Linked DNA regions of Mus musculus: all the other regions are linked to region 1. A link is a contact called in public Hi-C data. All regions are on one chromosome and are shown on one strand. Each heading gives the region's core, a stretch centred on a gene start, on an enhancer-like site or on the middle of the called end of the contact. The rest is flanking DNA. Distances are from core to core; before and after follow the strand shown. Region 1 holds the start of Ednra (endothelin receptor type A). Region 2 has its middle 6.7 kb from the start of Gm29845. Region 3 overlaps Ednra (endothelin receptor type A).

The links. Hi-C and Micro-C count contacts between places; a contact is called where the count stands out from the background.
Region 2: a Hi-C map of uterus shows a contact between it and region 1, with 1.8 times the contacts expected there. The contact joins the enhancer-like site here to the promoter of Ednra in region 1. A contact is called at or near these places in 3 of 39 promoter capture datasets (the 3T3-L1 cell line, 3T3-L1-derived adipocytes and second pharyngeal arch cranial neural crest), 1 of 15 datasets of contacts at CTCF or cohesin (the NIH/3T3 cell line), 10 of 484 Hi-C or Micro-C datasets (3T3-L1-derived adipocytes, embryonic fibroblasts, granulosa cells and 2 more), 3 of 115 datasets of contacts at active chromatin or transcription factors (craniofacial prominence, embryonic fibroblasts and embryonic stem cells) and 2 of 9 other capture datasets (adipose tissue and pancreatic islet).
Region 3: a contact with region 1 is called in a Hi-C map of uterus, with 4 times the contacts expected there. The contact joins the enhancer-like site here to the promoter of Ednra in region 1. A contact is called at or near these places in 2 of 39 promoter capture datasets (3T3-L1-derived adipocytes and embryonic stem cells), 1 of 15 datasets of contacts at CTCF or cohesin (the NIH/3T3 cell line), 8 of 484 Hi-C or Micro-C datasets (the HL-1 cell line, nephron progenitors, palatal mesenchyme and 1 more), 4 of 115 datasets of contacts at active chromatin or transcription factors (cardiomyocytes, embryonic hindbrain, embryonic stem cells and 1 more) and 3 of 9 other capture datasets (adipose tissue, liver and pancreatic islet).

What each region holds. Positions count from the first base shown.
Region 1 is chr8:77,722,404-77,727,380 of GRCm38.p6, forward strand. Ednra (endothelin receptor type A) reads right to left here and starts at 2,049. Exons shown (of 8, transcript NM_010332.2): 1 at 1,693-2,049. LOC108167319 (a long non-coding RNA gene) reads left to right here and starts at 1,182. Exons shown (of 4, transcript XR_003947564.1): 1 at 1,182-1,319; 2 at 4,096-4,128.
Region 2 is chr8:77,769,020-77,773,996 of GRCm38.p6, forward strand. No RefSeq gene overlaps it. Among named protein-coding and RNA genes, the nearest start is that of Gm29845, 6.7 kb to the left of the region's middle. Within about 2 kb of position 2,197, at least 29 of the 459 cell types and tissues checked have an H3K27ac peak or open chromatin away from gene starts, as enhancers often do. A contact at or near this core is called in the NIH/3T3 cell line, granulosa cells, pancreatic islet and 1 more, where this site is marked.
Region 3 is chr8:77,680,300-77,685,276 of GRCm38.p6, forward strand. The region is part of intron 3 of Ednra (endothelin receptor type A); the gene reads right to left. All of the region lies in intron 3 of LOC105243223 (a long non-coding RNA gene), which reads left to right. Among named protein-coding and RNA genes, the nearest start is that of Ednra, 42 kb to the right of the region's middle. Within about 2 kb of position 1,917, at least 14 of the 459 cell types and tissues checked have an H3K27ac peak or open chromatin away from gene starts, as enhancers often do. A contact at or near this core is called in heart atrium, nephron progenitors and uterus, where this site is marked.

The sequences.
Region 1 (4,977 bases), core at 799-3,298:
AAGTCTTTCAATTCCTTGATTGCTTTATGATTTATGGTTCCTGGTTTCCCAATGGGAATGGAATATTTAGTAATAGTTATCTTAAAAATGAGAGACAGAGGTCTTTCCCATAAACAAAATGGCTTCATGGTCTATTAGAATCATCCAGGAGGGGAGTTCATGAGCCATTTGGGTGTCACAGGCACTGCACAGCTCACGTAGAGCTCAGTGGTCCTCATTGCCACAGGTACTGAGAAAGCTACAGTCATGGCTTCCTATCAGGGTGTGAGCCAGCTGCCAGTAAAACCTCTTTCCTTCCTTCCTTCCTCCCTCCCTCCCTCCCTCCCTCCCTCCCTCCCTCCCTCCCTCCCTCCCTCCCTCCCTCCCTCCCTCCCTCCTTCCTTCCTCCCTCCTTCCCTCCCTCCCTCCCTTTCTTCCTTCCTTCCTTTCCTTCCTTCCTTGCTTCCCTCCAGCAAAGACACTACCAAGAACTCATTTCTCTTGACACCTCTTGTCAGCTCACCACATCTAAGGGACATCTGTCAAAAACATGTGGATGCCATATTGTTACAGAGTGAAAAACACAAAACCAAATAAAAGAAACCTCTTTCGAATCCATGCTTTCCCAAGGACGGATCTGTAGCTCATTTTGGTATATTTCAGTCAAGCTTTGCCGGGCATCTGGCTCTAGAGCCAGAGCTCTAGAGAAGCAACTCACATTCAGACCAGAAGGACATGTCTATGGAGTCAGCATCTTTCCTTTTGTGGGTCTAGAGTTTGGTGGCATACAAAAGCTGACCCCTTAGTGCTTTCCCTAGTTAATACATCAGATTCTCAGAGCAAATGTCCACTTGCCATTAGTAATTTGGAAAATCCAACGGCGCCCAAACCGCACACATACTTAGGGCAGGTAATTTACATGGTATGGTTGCCAAGGTGTTTCATAGCCAATCTTTAAAAACAGATGAGTTGATGGCTGTGTGGGAATCAGAAACAACTACAAGAAGAAAAAAAAAATTAAACCAAGAACTTTTTTTTTTTCAAGTTCTCTGTGGTTTTGTTCTCTGGAGAAGACAAATTATCCACTCTCCTTGGACACATCCTCTGACTTTCATATGCTTTCGCCCCAGGTCTGCTGGGGTGAGGCCACTAAGGGTGGTGTAATCAGAGGTGGCTTATCTACAAACAGTTCCAGGGTTCTGCACATGAAAGACAAGAAGTGCCCTTTAAAGGACAGGACAGCACTGAGCAAATCGCCCAGACCTCCACCAGCAGGCAGATTTCCAACCCCAGCTGCCATCGTGGTGTGAGGAGGGCTCCACAGAGGTTGGTTCTTCACAGTAAGTGTCCTTGGCACTCAGGGTGCAGGATAGGAAGAGACCAACTTCACCAGGAGGCTTTGGAGCAAGCGCCCTGGGCCTTGATGCGCCTGAAAGCTTGTGTGGAGAAAAAGATCCTCCCACTCCCGGCTCCCCTTTCCTAAAAATCCGAGACAAAGCTCAATGGTCTTGTCCGGTGTCCACCCCCACTCCCCCCAGTGTTCGTCTCCCAGGAAAGCGCCCCACACTGGGCGTCCCGGGAGGTAAGTGCCAGGCCGGTCTGTTGCGTTTCCCTGGAGCTGCGAGACACCCCTGCTCCTCCCAGCAGATTGCCCCGGCAGCGACCCTATCCCTAGTTCCAGCCCTGGTTCCAAAAAGAAAGACTTGCACCGACCTTAGAGCTCCTCGGAAGCAGACAGCTCCAGGTCCGCGCACGGGCCAGCCGGAGCCTGAGCTGGAGAACGAGGGTGGCGCGCAGGGTGGCGGGTGACCAGGGCTGCAGCACAGTCTCAGCTCGGGGAAACTTCCCCGGACAGCCAGGCTTCTCTAGGGGGAGATCTTGCTCAGCCTGCAAGCTCCAGCGATGGTCCGGTGGATCAGAGAGAGGCTCCCCACCTCCTAGACACAGTTGCCAGACTAGAAGGGATGGGTGTGCGCGCGAGGCTCCCAAGGAAAAGCAAACTCCGGAGGAACACGCCTCCCGCGATCTTCCTTAGACTCCACAGGCTCCTAGACCTTCCTCTCTACTCTGGGACCTAACTGCAAGAGCGCTATCCCGCCTGCCCTCCAGGGAGCAGCCACCAAGCTGCAAAGCTGCTGCCCCCGCCAGGCCCTGAAGGGCAGGGATCTTTAACTATTTCCTTCCTGAGAAGTTGGTTAGTCTAGGATGGGTAGGATTGAAAGTAGAGAGCAACAGACCAGACTCAAGGTTGTGCCCTGTTTTAGGAAGAAACTCGAGGCACTTGAGCCCGTGAGTACGGGAGAGTTTGATCAGCAGGGGAAGCCAGGGAATTTGGGCTGTGTCTCCTGTCAACTTTGCTTAGCTTGTTAGCACTCCTCACCTTAGAGGAAGTTATGGAACCCAGGTGGACAGCATGTCTTTGGCTCAAATTTGACCTGCAAGACCACTAAGCCTTAGCCCAAGGCAAAAGGGAGCTGGGGAGTCTGTGGAAGGGTCTAGGGTGTGCTCAGAGAAATGATCATGTCTGACAATGAATGGGGAGACCCTTCAGAAGGCAGTGTCTTTATCACAGAGTGTGTCAAGTCACGATAAGATGGGGAGTGGGAGGAGAGATAAGGGCCAAACATCAGGGCTCCTGGGGAAGAAGGCTTGGCTGTACGGATGCCCTAGGACCTCATTGGTTCCCTACCGTATCTATAGTGGAATTGGACCTCAGTTTGTTCTAGGACCTCTAGGAGAAGGGAGAGACAGGACTTATATCTAGCCCCTGGGAAAGAATTTTAGCAACAGCTTCCTCATAGTGTGGTGGCTAGATTCCAAGAACAAATATCCCAAGAGAAAGGACATAGAAACTGCCACCTACTTAAGGCCCAGGTCCAGATAGTGACACAAAGGGGCTTCTGCTTAATTCTGTCAGTCACCAATTCCAGATTAAAGGGTGAGGGCACAGAGACCCTACTTGACAGGGGTCATTTTGTAAAACTGTCACAGCCATCAGCAGAACACCTCGGTGGAAAGGATTTTAATATTCTTCTGGGACTGTTGGAGCAGGCATTACCCTGTCCACTAATCTAGTGTTTATCTAGCGTTTCTCTAGGAAGGATCCACAAAAATTGTCTCAGTCAGCTCTGAAGGGGTACGCTTTTGTGGCGACAGCTTGGCAGGCTGACATTATTTTCCAGGAAGAAAAGTTATTGCCTTCTTCCAGAAGACTGTTCATAACTTGGTATGTGAAATGTTCTGGATCCCAGGCCCTCTCACCCCGTGACTAGGCACGTGGACAGTGCACCATCTGTGTAACTGAACATGTCTGTCAGGCTAGTCTTTGTAACAGCACCCCCAGGACCCCCTACCTTTTGCTGATCCCACTGTGGTATGGATTAAGCATTAAAAATTTCTCTTTCACATCCCTTAGGACAGTCACTATTTAAACACAAATGAAACTAGAAAATAAACTGGATTGTCAGGGGTGCTGAGAGGCAAACTCCTGACTACTGAGGCAACAGCAGTGGGAGCCCAATGGTGCTCCTCAAATAATTATGACTAAAATTACCAAGGGTCTAGCAATTCCAGTCCTGAATATGTGTATAAAATGGGCAACAAGGTTGGTGTTGTAGACAGAGTGAGGCTGAAGAACACAGAAACAGAATGGATGTTGGTCTGTGTTTTTTCTAAGGTTGGGCCCAAGAGACACATCAGCAGGAAGGTGCCTGCTTGTTTAGCATCAAGTTACTTCAGGTTAGTGTTTGTGTTAAATATTCAGAGAGAAAGAATTCCAGCTAACTGGCATATTTGGGAAATGTGCTTATTTGTACGTGAGTGTGTGTGTGTTTGAGTGTGTGTATGTGTGTGTGAGTGTGTGTATGTGTGTGAGTATGTGTGATGGTGAAAGATGACCTTGGGAAGTTGAGTGTGAGGCTTCAGTGCAAACGCCTTCACCCACTGAGTTATCTTCCAAACCCTTGATGTTTAACTGATTCCCCCAAAGGTCAGATGACAGCTTAGTTTCTTCTTAATGACATGGACTTCAGCTTGAGTGAGTCCATTTCGAATGTGTTTCTGTGCTGTTCTGTTGTTGTTTGCTTGTTTCAATTAACGCCGTGATCACATTTACAGAAAGGACCTAGAATAGTCAAAACCACAGAGAAGGTAAGCTGGTGACTCCTGGGGCTTGGAGAAGGGGGCTCACTGTTTCATGCGTTTCACTGTGTTTCACATGTGTTTCACTGTTTCATGCGTTTCACTGTGTTTCACTGTTTCATGCGTTTCACTGTGTTTCACATGTGTTTCACTGTTTCATGTGTTTCACATGTATTTCACTGTTTCATGTGTTTCACATGTGTTTCACTGTTTCATGCGTTTCACTGTGTTTCACATGTGTTTCACTGTTTCATGCGTTTCACTGTGTTTCACATATGTGTTTCACTGTTTCATGCGTTTGAGAGGTTTACTTTGGGTGATACTGAGGCTCTGTGATTCCGTGGTGGGAGCTGCACAACAATGGTGACATACTTAGTGCTCATGTACTGTGCACTGGAAAAGGTTAAAGCCACACATTTATACTATGCCTGGTTTGCCAGGAGGAAACAAATCTTCATGTTGAGATAAAAACCCACATTGCTGTGTGTTCTGTTTATCTATAAAGTAAATTAACTAAGAAAGACTTCATATCCAATAAACGTGCTTATGGAAGCCTTCAGACAGACCTGTAGCTAGGAAGCTTAGCCCTGCCTCATTGGAGGTGAGATCCTGTAGACTCTCTTTGTGGCTGTGAATTTAGCTTCTTTTCTCTGTTTTACTTTGAGGGCAATGACTGCAGTGAACTCCAATCAATCTCTTGGTGACGTTAGCGTCTGTTTCAGCTTTCCCTTCCCTGTAGCAAGACTCTCTCTGCCTCCGCCTCTGTGCTCTCTGTTGAGTTTCTGGTAGTACCTAAGGGGAGTCAGGATATTTCTTTCCAAGTTTTCTAAGCTTGACTTTCAAAAGTTGTTTGTTTTC
Region 2 (4,977 bases), core at 947-3,446, 47 kb after region 1:
TTGTTTTATAAATGAGAGGAATCTAGATCCTAGTGTGTGTAGCCAGTCACAGGGCTGCCAGCCAGTTAGTGGGTAGGTCAAGGTGACCTCCGCTGTTCTAGTTGCCAAGGCAGCTCCCACCAGCACACTCCATGACCCGCTGAGGTTAAGGGAGTGAAACCAGCCAAGTATTTTCTCTAAAGTGTGTAAAGTTCTGAGATGGGAACCGCAGCTGCTGGCCCCAGCTTGGCCTCAAACAGGACTTAAATCTGTTCGATGAGCTCTGCCTCCCCGTGAAGCACACACACTAGTTATAAAGCCCTCAGCATCCTGAGAGGCTGCAGACCAGCGTTACCTTTGTTGAGAAGACTTTCTGTTCTCCCAGGCTTTTTCCTGAATAGTTTATTTCTCCTCTGTGCCATTTCAATAAAATTTGAAAACATGCACACAGAATCCATAGAATAAACAAAACACACGGGTTTCCTTTCCTTTTGCTGTTATTTTGTGTGCATGTATGTGTGGGGAGCCGCCCTCACATTCGCCGTTACAAGATGGCGCCCGTGACGATAACTCGGCCAATGGGCTTCGGCCAATGGGCTGCAGCCAATCAGGGAGCGACACGTCCTAGGCGGAGGATAATTCTCCTTAAAAGGGACGGGGTTTTGCCATTCTCTCTCTTGCTCCTGAAGAAGTAAGCAATAAAGCTTTTGCTGCAGAAGATTCCGGTTTGTTGCGTCTTTCTTGCCAGTGGAACAAAAGCACGGGCAATATGTATGCATGAGTGTATTTGTGTGGTTATGTGAATATGTGTATATGGGTGCACATGCTTATGTGTATCTGTGTGGGCCAAAGGTCAACATTAGGAGTCTACCTCTGTTGTCCTCGTATTATGTTTTGAGACAGCGTGTCTCACTGACCCGGAGCTCATCCTTCTGGCTAGGCTGCCTGCCTCCCGGATCATTCTATCTACATCCCCACCATTTCTTGTTGTTTGTTTATTTGGTTTTTTGGAGACAAGATCTCTATGTAGCCCTGGATGTCCTGAAACTCGCTCTATAGAACAGAATGGCTTCAAACTCAGAGGATTTGCCTTGCCTCTGCCTCTGAGTGCTGGGATTAAAGGTGTGCACCACCACTGCCTGGCGAGCCCCCATATTTCTTGTCTTAATTAGGGTTTTACTGCTGTGAAGAGATACCAAGACAACTCTTATAAATGCAACTATTAAACTGGGGCTAGCTTACTGTTTCATTATCATACTGGAGGGAAGCATTTGTGCGAGGGGGCCTCCATCCAGCACATGTATGCTTTTTTTGATTGGTGACTCAGTCTCTGAGAGCTCCCAAGGGGTCAGCTTAGTTGAGTCTGTTGGTCTTCCTATGGAGTTCCCATCCCTTTCAGGGCCTTCAGTCCTTCCCCCAACTCTTCCATAAGAGTCCCCGACCTCAACCCAATGTTTGACTGTGGGTATCTGCATGTGTTTCAGTATGCTGTTGGGTAGAGCCTCTCAGAGGACAGTTACGCTAGGCTCTTGTCTGCAAGCATAACAGAGTACCATTAATAGTGTCAGGGGTTGGTGCTTGACCGTGGGGTAGGTCTCAAACTGACTGGTTATTGGTTAGCCATTCTGTCAGTAACTGCTCTTTGTCCTACATTTCTTTTAGACATAGCAAATTTCGGATTGAAAGTTTTGTGGGTGGGTTGGTGTCCTTACCCCTCCACTGGGGTGCTGCCTGACTGCAGAAGGCCACTTCCTGATGTGTAAATAGGATGTATACGAAAAGCTTTGCCTTATGTTGCTTTATTTGAGGCACATAAATTATTATTATTTTAAATGTAAAATCTCCTCTACCTGAGATGTATCATTCACTTTCACTTTCTCCCAGTAGGAAGTGTCATGTGCCATGGGATTGTCTCTGCTTTAAAGGTGACACAGAGTTGGAAATCCTGGCACGATCCATGGTACAAGTGAGGAGGTTGGGTGGAGAAAAACCTCTAAGAGAAGCAGAGAAGCTTGAGTGTTGACAAGAGTTCAGGAAGGGCTGTCCCCAGCAAGCTGTGAGAACAACCACATATTGCTTCAGAAAGCATTCAGAAGGTCAAATAAGCAAAGAGCTAAAAATCATCCGTTTAATTGAGCAAGCAAGGAGGGAGAACAGTTGGGATTACCGTGGGTTGAGCTGTGTGCGTCACAGACCTGTTTTTTCCTGAGTGAGCCTGTTTCTGTTTAGTGCCTATTGGATTTTTTTTTTTTGAGTGTGCAGAGAGACTGGATGTACAAACATGGATGGTTCTGGAAACAGTGGACACAGCTTGCTTCAGGCCACCTGCTTCAGGGAACAGTAATTCCATAAAGGCAAAGAAATAAATAATTGCAGATACCATCTGTCTGCTTTTGTACACTCATAAAAGGCCAATTTCAATTTTGTTCTCAAAATAGGCCAACGTTTTTCAACTGACCTGTCATTGATGGAACACATGGAAGATCCACTTCCACCCCCTCAAAGCCAGATCTGTCAGCAACCAGTTAGTGAGGCTTGTTTTAGAACCACCTGTATCAGTCAGGGTTCTCTAGAGTCACAGAACTTACACATAGTCTCTATATAGTAAGGGAATTTGTTGATGACTTACAGTCTGTAGTCCAACTCCCCAACAATGGTCAGCAGCAGCTGTGAATAGAAGTCCAAGGATCTAGCAGTTGCTCAGTCCCACAAGGTACGCAGGTGAAGAAGAGAGAGTAAATCTTCCTTCTTCCAATGTCCTTATATAGGTCTCCAGCAGAAGGTGTGGCCCAGATTAAAGGTGTGTGCCACCACGCCTGGATCTGGGGCTTTGTCCCACATGACCTGGAACTCAGAGATCTCCCTGTCTTAATCTTCTAGGATTTATAGCCATTATGCTTCAAGATCTAGGCCAGAAACTTCTATCTCCCAGCCTCTAGATTAGGATCACAGGTGAGCCTTCCAATTCTGGATTGTAGTTCATTCCAGATATAGTCAAGTTGACAACCAGAAATAGCCACTACACCACCCATCCCTTGACCATTGGTTTAGTAGCAATGGCATCCTTTACTGTAAAAGCAACTTTGGGACAAGAGTCCATTTGCAGCTGGCTACTGCTTTCACAGGAAGACAGGGAGCTTGTGTTAACTCTTAAGAGCAATGCTGGTGTGCCTTCTGGGGTCTGAGACACTTTTAGGTGAAAGGCATGGCCTGTCTACAATATATCTCCTGTGGCTAACGGGGGACAATGAAACAGTTTAGATATGAGAGGGCTTGGGTGGTCCTCTCCATTTAGACTTTTTCTGACCTTACCTAAGAAAGCCTTGTGAGATAAAGGAATGGTAATTATGATGGCGTCACCCTTAGGTAGTGACTAGCGACTAGCGTCACAGTACAATTAGAGTCTTCTGGGCTCTGTGCCAAGCACTTGACAGGCTGTGAGTAGAGCAGTATCCACTGAAAGCTTTAGGAGACATGCAAAGGGAGATGCAGAGCAGTGACTTTCCTGAAGCAGTGAAGTTGAAAGCTAACCCTAGGTCTCTTGGCCTTCAGAGTCCCATCTCTTCCCCTGCTACCCCATTGGCTCTGTAAAGCTTGGTGCACAGCACAGTCCCACGCAGATGTTTAGGTGGAGGCTTGCCTGATATCTGTTGTTGGGCAGAATGGCCACACACAAAGAGCTGTCTGGACCCTGCTCAGATGACTAGGAGTGGCAAGCATAAAACAGGCAAAGGTTGCAGGACTCTCTGAAGACTCTGGGAGATTTGAGGACATTATATAACATTGTGAATCATTCTCTGGTCATTCTGTGGTATTTCTTGCACATATCTTTTGCTGTGGTTCATGATTTTTGTTAGTAACTGATTTTCTTTGAAAGACTTTTTTCAAAAGGCCCCTGGCCATTCTTTACCGGCTGTAGATTGATTGCTATGGATTGGGGGTTATCGACGCACAGAGAAGAATGCTCTTCTTATCTGAAACCCTGAGGTACACTGCAAGGTTAATGGAGCCGGAGGAAGAGGGGGCAGTGCAGGGGGAGGAGGAGAGGGCAGTGCAGGGGGAGGAGGAGGGGGCAGTGCAGGGGGAGGAGGAGGGGGCAGTGCAGGGGGAGGAGGAGAGGGCAGTGCAGGGGGAGGAGGAGGGGGCAGTGCAGGGGGAGGAGGAGAGGGCAGTGCAGGGGGAGGAGGAGGGGCAGTGCAGGGGGAGGAGGAGGGGACAGTGCAGGGGGAGGGAGAATATTCTTACTAGTGGAGAGATGAACCAGGCTTATTAGGGTGGTTTTGTGCTTTTTCTCTCTTTGAAGCCAGTATTTATTCAGACCCCCAAACACATGGCTGGGTCCATCCGGGAAATGGATCTAAAGATTTCTTACCTTCATGGTCAGATTTAGTCTCAGCTGAAGTGGAAGAATTCATATAGGGATCAGATTGCGCTTTACAGGACAGTGCGGGCAGAATGGCGCCCCTACAGGTGGCCTGAGGATACAGCAGTTATAGGTAGCTCAAAGTCACAAATGTGTATTTCAATAGCAGTGCTGGTGCCTACATTCAAGCTCGTGTATTATAATTAAGCTACATTAGCCAACTTATATTTATTAGGCTATCAGGCTTCAAACACTTTGGGAGTGCAATCTAATAACCAAAACAAAAATTTAACTCAAAGTCACTGGCCCATATTTTAATCCAGGTTTCAATAGTTACTGTAGACTCAGGACATTAAAAAAATCTTTTGTGTATCATATATATATATATATATATATATATATATATATATATATATATATATATGTTTTGTGTGTGTGTGTGTGTGTGTGTGTGTGTGTGTGTGTGTGTGATCATGTGTGTGAGTGTAGGTGCACATATGTTACGAGCATTTACAGAGGTCAGAGGACAACCTTGGATGTGAGGCAGGGTCTCCTGTTCACTGCTGTGCATCCAGGTTAGCTACCGCAGGAGCTTCAGGGAGTCTGCTGTCTCTGCCTCCCACATCACCATTTGA
Region 3 (4,977 bases), core at 667-3,166, 42 kb before region 1:
TTATCAGTATTGCTATTACTACTTTATTTTTTGAGACAGGGTCTTAATATGTAGTCCTGGCTGTCTTGGAACTTTCTATATAGACCAGGATGGTGTCAAACTCACAGAGATTTGCCTACCTCTGCCTCCTGAGTGCTGGGATTAATGGCCTGCATTACTTTGTCCAGTTTGTGTGTTGAATTTTGAAAGTAAGGCTAGAGACAGCCATTGTTATATTATATAAATGTTATGACTGAATGAACTTAAAAACATTATAAAATAAAAGTTAAATTAAAAAATGTCACTTCAACAAAATCTTTTTACTTTTAAAATTATTTGCCCATTATTATTATTTGTTATTGTTGTTGTTTGAGACAAGGTTTCTTTGTGTAGCTCTGGCTGTCCTTGAACTTACTCTGTAGACCTAGCTGGCCTTGAACTCATAGATTATTTGCCTCTGTCTCCTGAGTGTTTAGATTAAGGGTGTGCAAATGTAGTCTGAATGTATTCTTTACTCAAATCAGTTATAACTGTATTTTTGCTCTGTTTACATGGGAAGGCTCTCCCACAGAAATGGCATTTGTAGTTTAATAGCTGCACACGATGGCATGGTATTGATCCCATTTCCATAAGTCTTTTTTCATGAGTCATGTTTAGCATCTCACAGGAGTGAAGAACACATTTGTACACAGAGATTTTTTTCTTATTGTTAGCAACTTTCCTGGATGAATTATTAGCAGTAGCATTGTTAAATCAAGGCATTGAGAGGTGGCCAAGACACACTCATTCTACAGACACAGTCTCACTGTGCAGACCAGCCTGGCCTAGAATTTACTCTAGCCTCTAACTTCTGTGATCCTCCTGCCTCAGTCTCCTGGCCAGTTAGTTACATGACAGTTGTGTTTCAGCATGCTGGGTCACGAGATTTAAAATGCAGTATCTAATATCTAGTGTTGACAGATGCTTGCTCACAGTGCAACCCATTGGCTTTTCTTCAATTTTGCTACTCCAAGAAGGTAAAGAGGCACACCTCTGCTGTCTTTAATTAAGAGCAACTGGTCATTTGTGATGGTTAGTTCTGATTTATATCTTCACACCATGGACACACAGAGGGGTTGGAGGGAAAATCCTGACAGAGAGACTTCTCAAAAAAGCACATGAGTTGGGTGGCCAAGGGATGCTAATGTGAGCACTTGTGTGGCTGGTTCTGACAGTGGCCCTCCTGTTCCAGGCCTGGCCTCTGATAGATTGGCACCACAGTCTTGCCAGGCTGAGAGGCCCAGAGACTTCCAGATGACCCTGACAAGAGGCTGGACCAGTGAGTTGGGGACTTGAGACAAGCTTAGTGCCAGCTGCAAGCTACTAGAGAACCTAGCTGCAGTGACAGGGCACAGAAACGGCCAAATTCCCGACTCGTAACATAGTGAGATCTGATAAAATGGTTATTTTAAACGACTGAGTTTGAGGGTATCTGGTTATCAAAGAGAAGTGGGGTTAGCAAAACTAACCAGTTGCCTGATCCTGACAGCAGAGTAAGATAAAGGATGATTTAAGTGCACGCTGCAGGGAACAAACCCAAAACAAGATCCTGAATTGCCCCAGCCAGAGTGTGACACTGTCCATTTCCCGTCTCTTCGGCTCAACCACTTCTGTGCCTTCCCTCTTATTTATACATCAGTGGGAAACCACAAGCAGAACAAGGGGAGAACACATCCAAGTCTAAAGAGGTACACCCCAGAAAACCACCTTACACTTCTGGACCTACGATCCGTCTCTGAGATGATCAGGGAGGGTACCAATCAACAACGGGAGGCACTGGCATCATGTCTGAAGCTTGAGGCATACAAAGAAAAGCTGCCTTCCTAATGGATCTTTGCAGCGTTTCCAGGTATCTAATTATACACTGCTCTGGAAGAGTCGTTAAGAGAGTTTTATCTTTTTATAGGCTCCTTCCCCAGACATCTAACTACAAGTTGGATCTGTACCCGGGCTTGTTTATAGCGTGACCCTGTCATCGTCTCGTACTTTAAACAAGACTATTAACTTCACAAAGAGCAGCATTGAATCGCCTTTCTTCTTCTTTTCTCCCCCCAAATAAAGTAAAAGTAACATTTGAAACTCATCACAGCTGCAAGAAAAAACATTTTATGGCTGGTAACAGTTGATTATTCATAGTTTTTCTGGGAAAAGTTCGTCCCTTGTAAAAGTATACTTAACTTTAGCATTATAACGTTTGCTGATAAAGCTGGGCAGAAGCCAAAACTTGGTTTTAAATTTCTTTCTCTATTTCTGAAAACTTTCTCCTATCTTTCTCATAAGAGAGTAAGAACGAACATATACTTAAGGTAAATAATAGTTAAAATTGAGGAGTAATTAGTGAAAGGGCTACACTGAGGCCAGTCCACAGTTAAGCAAAGCAGGCTGGCTCATCAACCAGGTGGAGACAGCGACTCTGAGCAGCTTGTTTATCTGTCTCTGCCCCATGGCGAGTGAGGAAGCTGGGACTTTTCTTTGGTTTTATTGCATTCTGCATTTCAGTAAGTAATTAGAGAAGAAATTCAAAAGTGCTTAGACATATGCTTTCTCTCAGGACAGCTCCAAAACCAAAGATGATTATCATATTTTAAAAATATCATTAAAATACCATGGTAACTCTTCCTGGGCGGTATCTGGTTCAGACAAGAAAAATATGGTTTTAAAAACTAAAAATTGTTCTTAAAGGACTCCAGACTCCCCCATCTTACTGCTGTCTCATTAAAAAAAAAATAGTGATTCCTCCCTCCAGTGGAATATAGTGAGATCATGTGAGGGCTCAAAGCTAATGATATTCTATGTGCAGTGGTTAACTATAAGGATTAGAACACTGGTTCAGGAGGTAAGGAAACACAAGTTCAGTTCCCAGTGCCTATGTCAGGTGTCTCCCAAGTGCCAGCAACTCCAGCTCCAAGGAATGCAATGCTTCTGGCCTCCTTAGGCACCAGCACTGACATGTACAACACACACACACACACACACACACACACACACACACACACACGCACACACACGCACGCACGCACACACACACATGCACACACATGTGCACACACAGACACACACTTAAAAATAAAATGACCTTTCAAAAATATTAAAGGGATTGTGTGTGAACATGGTTCATTCTCCAGTATGAAAACCTGAAATATAAATGTCAAATCTGTCCCCGGATGGATCCTCAAGCTCAAAGTCAGCATCAAAGGACAACGGTAAAGGCCACCAACAAAGGACTGGGAGCGCTTTCCCAAGGAGGCCTCTCCTGGATGAAGGCCATTCTAGCAGAATGACGTTTTAAAATGGCTCATCTCCTTGATTTAAAAGTCAAACCACATCTGAATGAAACCAATTTTTGGCATTATTATTATTTTTATTATTATTCTCTCTTCTAAATGAAGAATGGCATTTTATTTGGGTCTTGACTCAAAGCTAACATGAGTCATGTGATTCATGAATGGGATGAGGAGAGGAGGGGCTCTGGGGAGGGTACCCCACACCAGAGAGAGGAGTTGGTGAACTAAGCCACCCCCTTCCCTGCTGTGGGGGGTCAGAAGCTCAGGAAGAAGGCTTCTGAGATTCGGAAACCACCCAGGAGGCACAGCCTTGGCTGGGTCTGTAGTGGGGCAGGTTTCCCCTCAGCTGGGAGGCCTGTTGCCTTAGTGTCTGTGGTGGTTTGGGTGAGAGTGAGCCCATCCGTTCATGTTTGCACATGCTCACTCCCCAGGAGAACTGTTTGGGAAGGATTGGGAGGTAAGTCTTTGATGGCAGAGGTGGGTTGCTGGTGGTGGGCTTTGAGTAACTAAGACGTTGCCTTACTCATTTAAAAAAATGTTATGAATGTTTGGTCTGAATTTTAAATATTTACCTCTTAAAATATGCTTGTGATTACATTCAGAATGTTTATTATGTTTGCCTTCTTTTTAAAACTGTATTTACTCACTTTACATCCCAATATCCCCCCTCTCTTCCCAGTGCCCCTCACACAGACCCTCTCCCTTTTCTTCACTCCCCTTCTTTTCAGATCTTCTAAGATGCTAGGAGGCAGTCATGTCTGCCACAACTCCTCCAATACAGCACTTAGGTGAAGGAGGAAACTGTATTGGTGTGCTCATGTAGGGAACAGCAGTGGGAACTTACTGGTGACTCAGTCAGGCTGGCGCTTGCTCAGCATCTTAGGGAAATGGCCAACATACCGGTCTTCCGTATAGTCTGTGAGAACTATGCAGTGGCCTCTTATGCAGCACTTCCATTTCTCTACTGGGAATTAAACCAGGCTTTGCATGCCTGTCAGGTCTCACCCTGAGCCACATCTCCCTGACATGATGCAGCAGCCCTCAGCAGCTGACTTAGGCCAGAGCAGCACATTCACGACTTGTTTCTCAACAGATCACGGAAGATCCTAGTAGGCAGCGAAGTCATTTCTAATCTTTGCATTTAACCATGGAGATGTGGACATTTTAAATTATCCATATTACTGTATTTTCAACTATTGATAAAATTATCTTTTGTGTTTTAGTTTTCGCAAATATATTTATTTCAAATAACAGTCCCAAACACTTCATTTATTTTGTGTTTCAGGCACCAGAGACATATGGTTTCTTTTAGAAAGACACCATTACAATTTATAACTGCTAATGTGTTTTGATGTCTAAACACAGCAATGACTTTATTTGAAAATTAGAAATCATAGCACTTAGCTGTTCCGTATGAGAGTGAGCTACTCTCTGTGCTGATGGGAGTGGCCATCAGTGGGATGGCTTAAAATAATGAAAGCTTTTCTAAGTTGTACGTGAACCAAAGCTATGGTGTGTGGTACAGTCACACAGTAGTGGTGTGTTGTACCCAACCACATAGCAATGGCACATTGTACACACCAACCACACAGCAATGGCACATTGTATACAAAGCACACAGCAATGGCACACTGAACACACCAACTACACAGAACTATGTTAAATATGCAGGTGT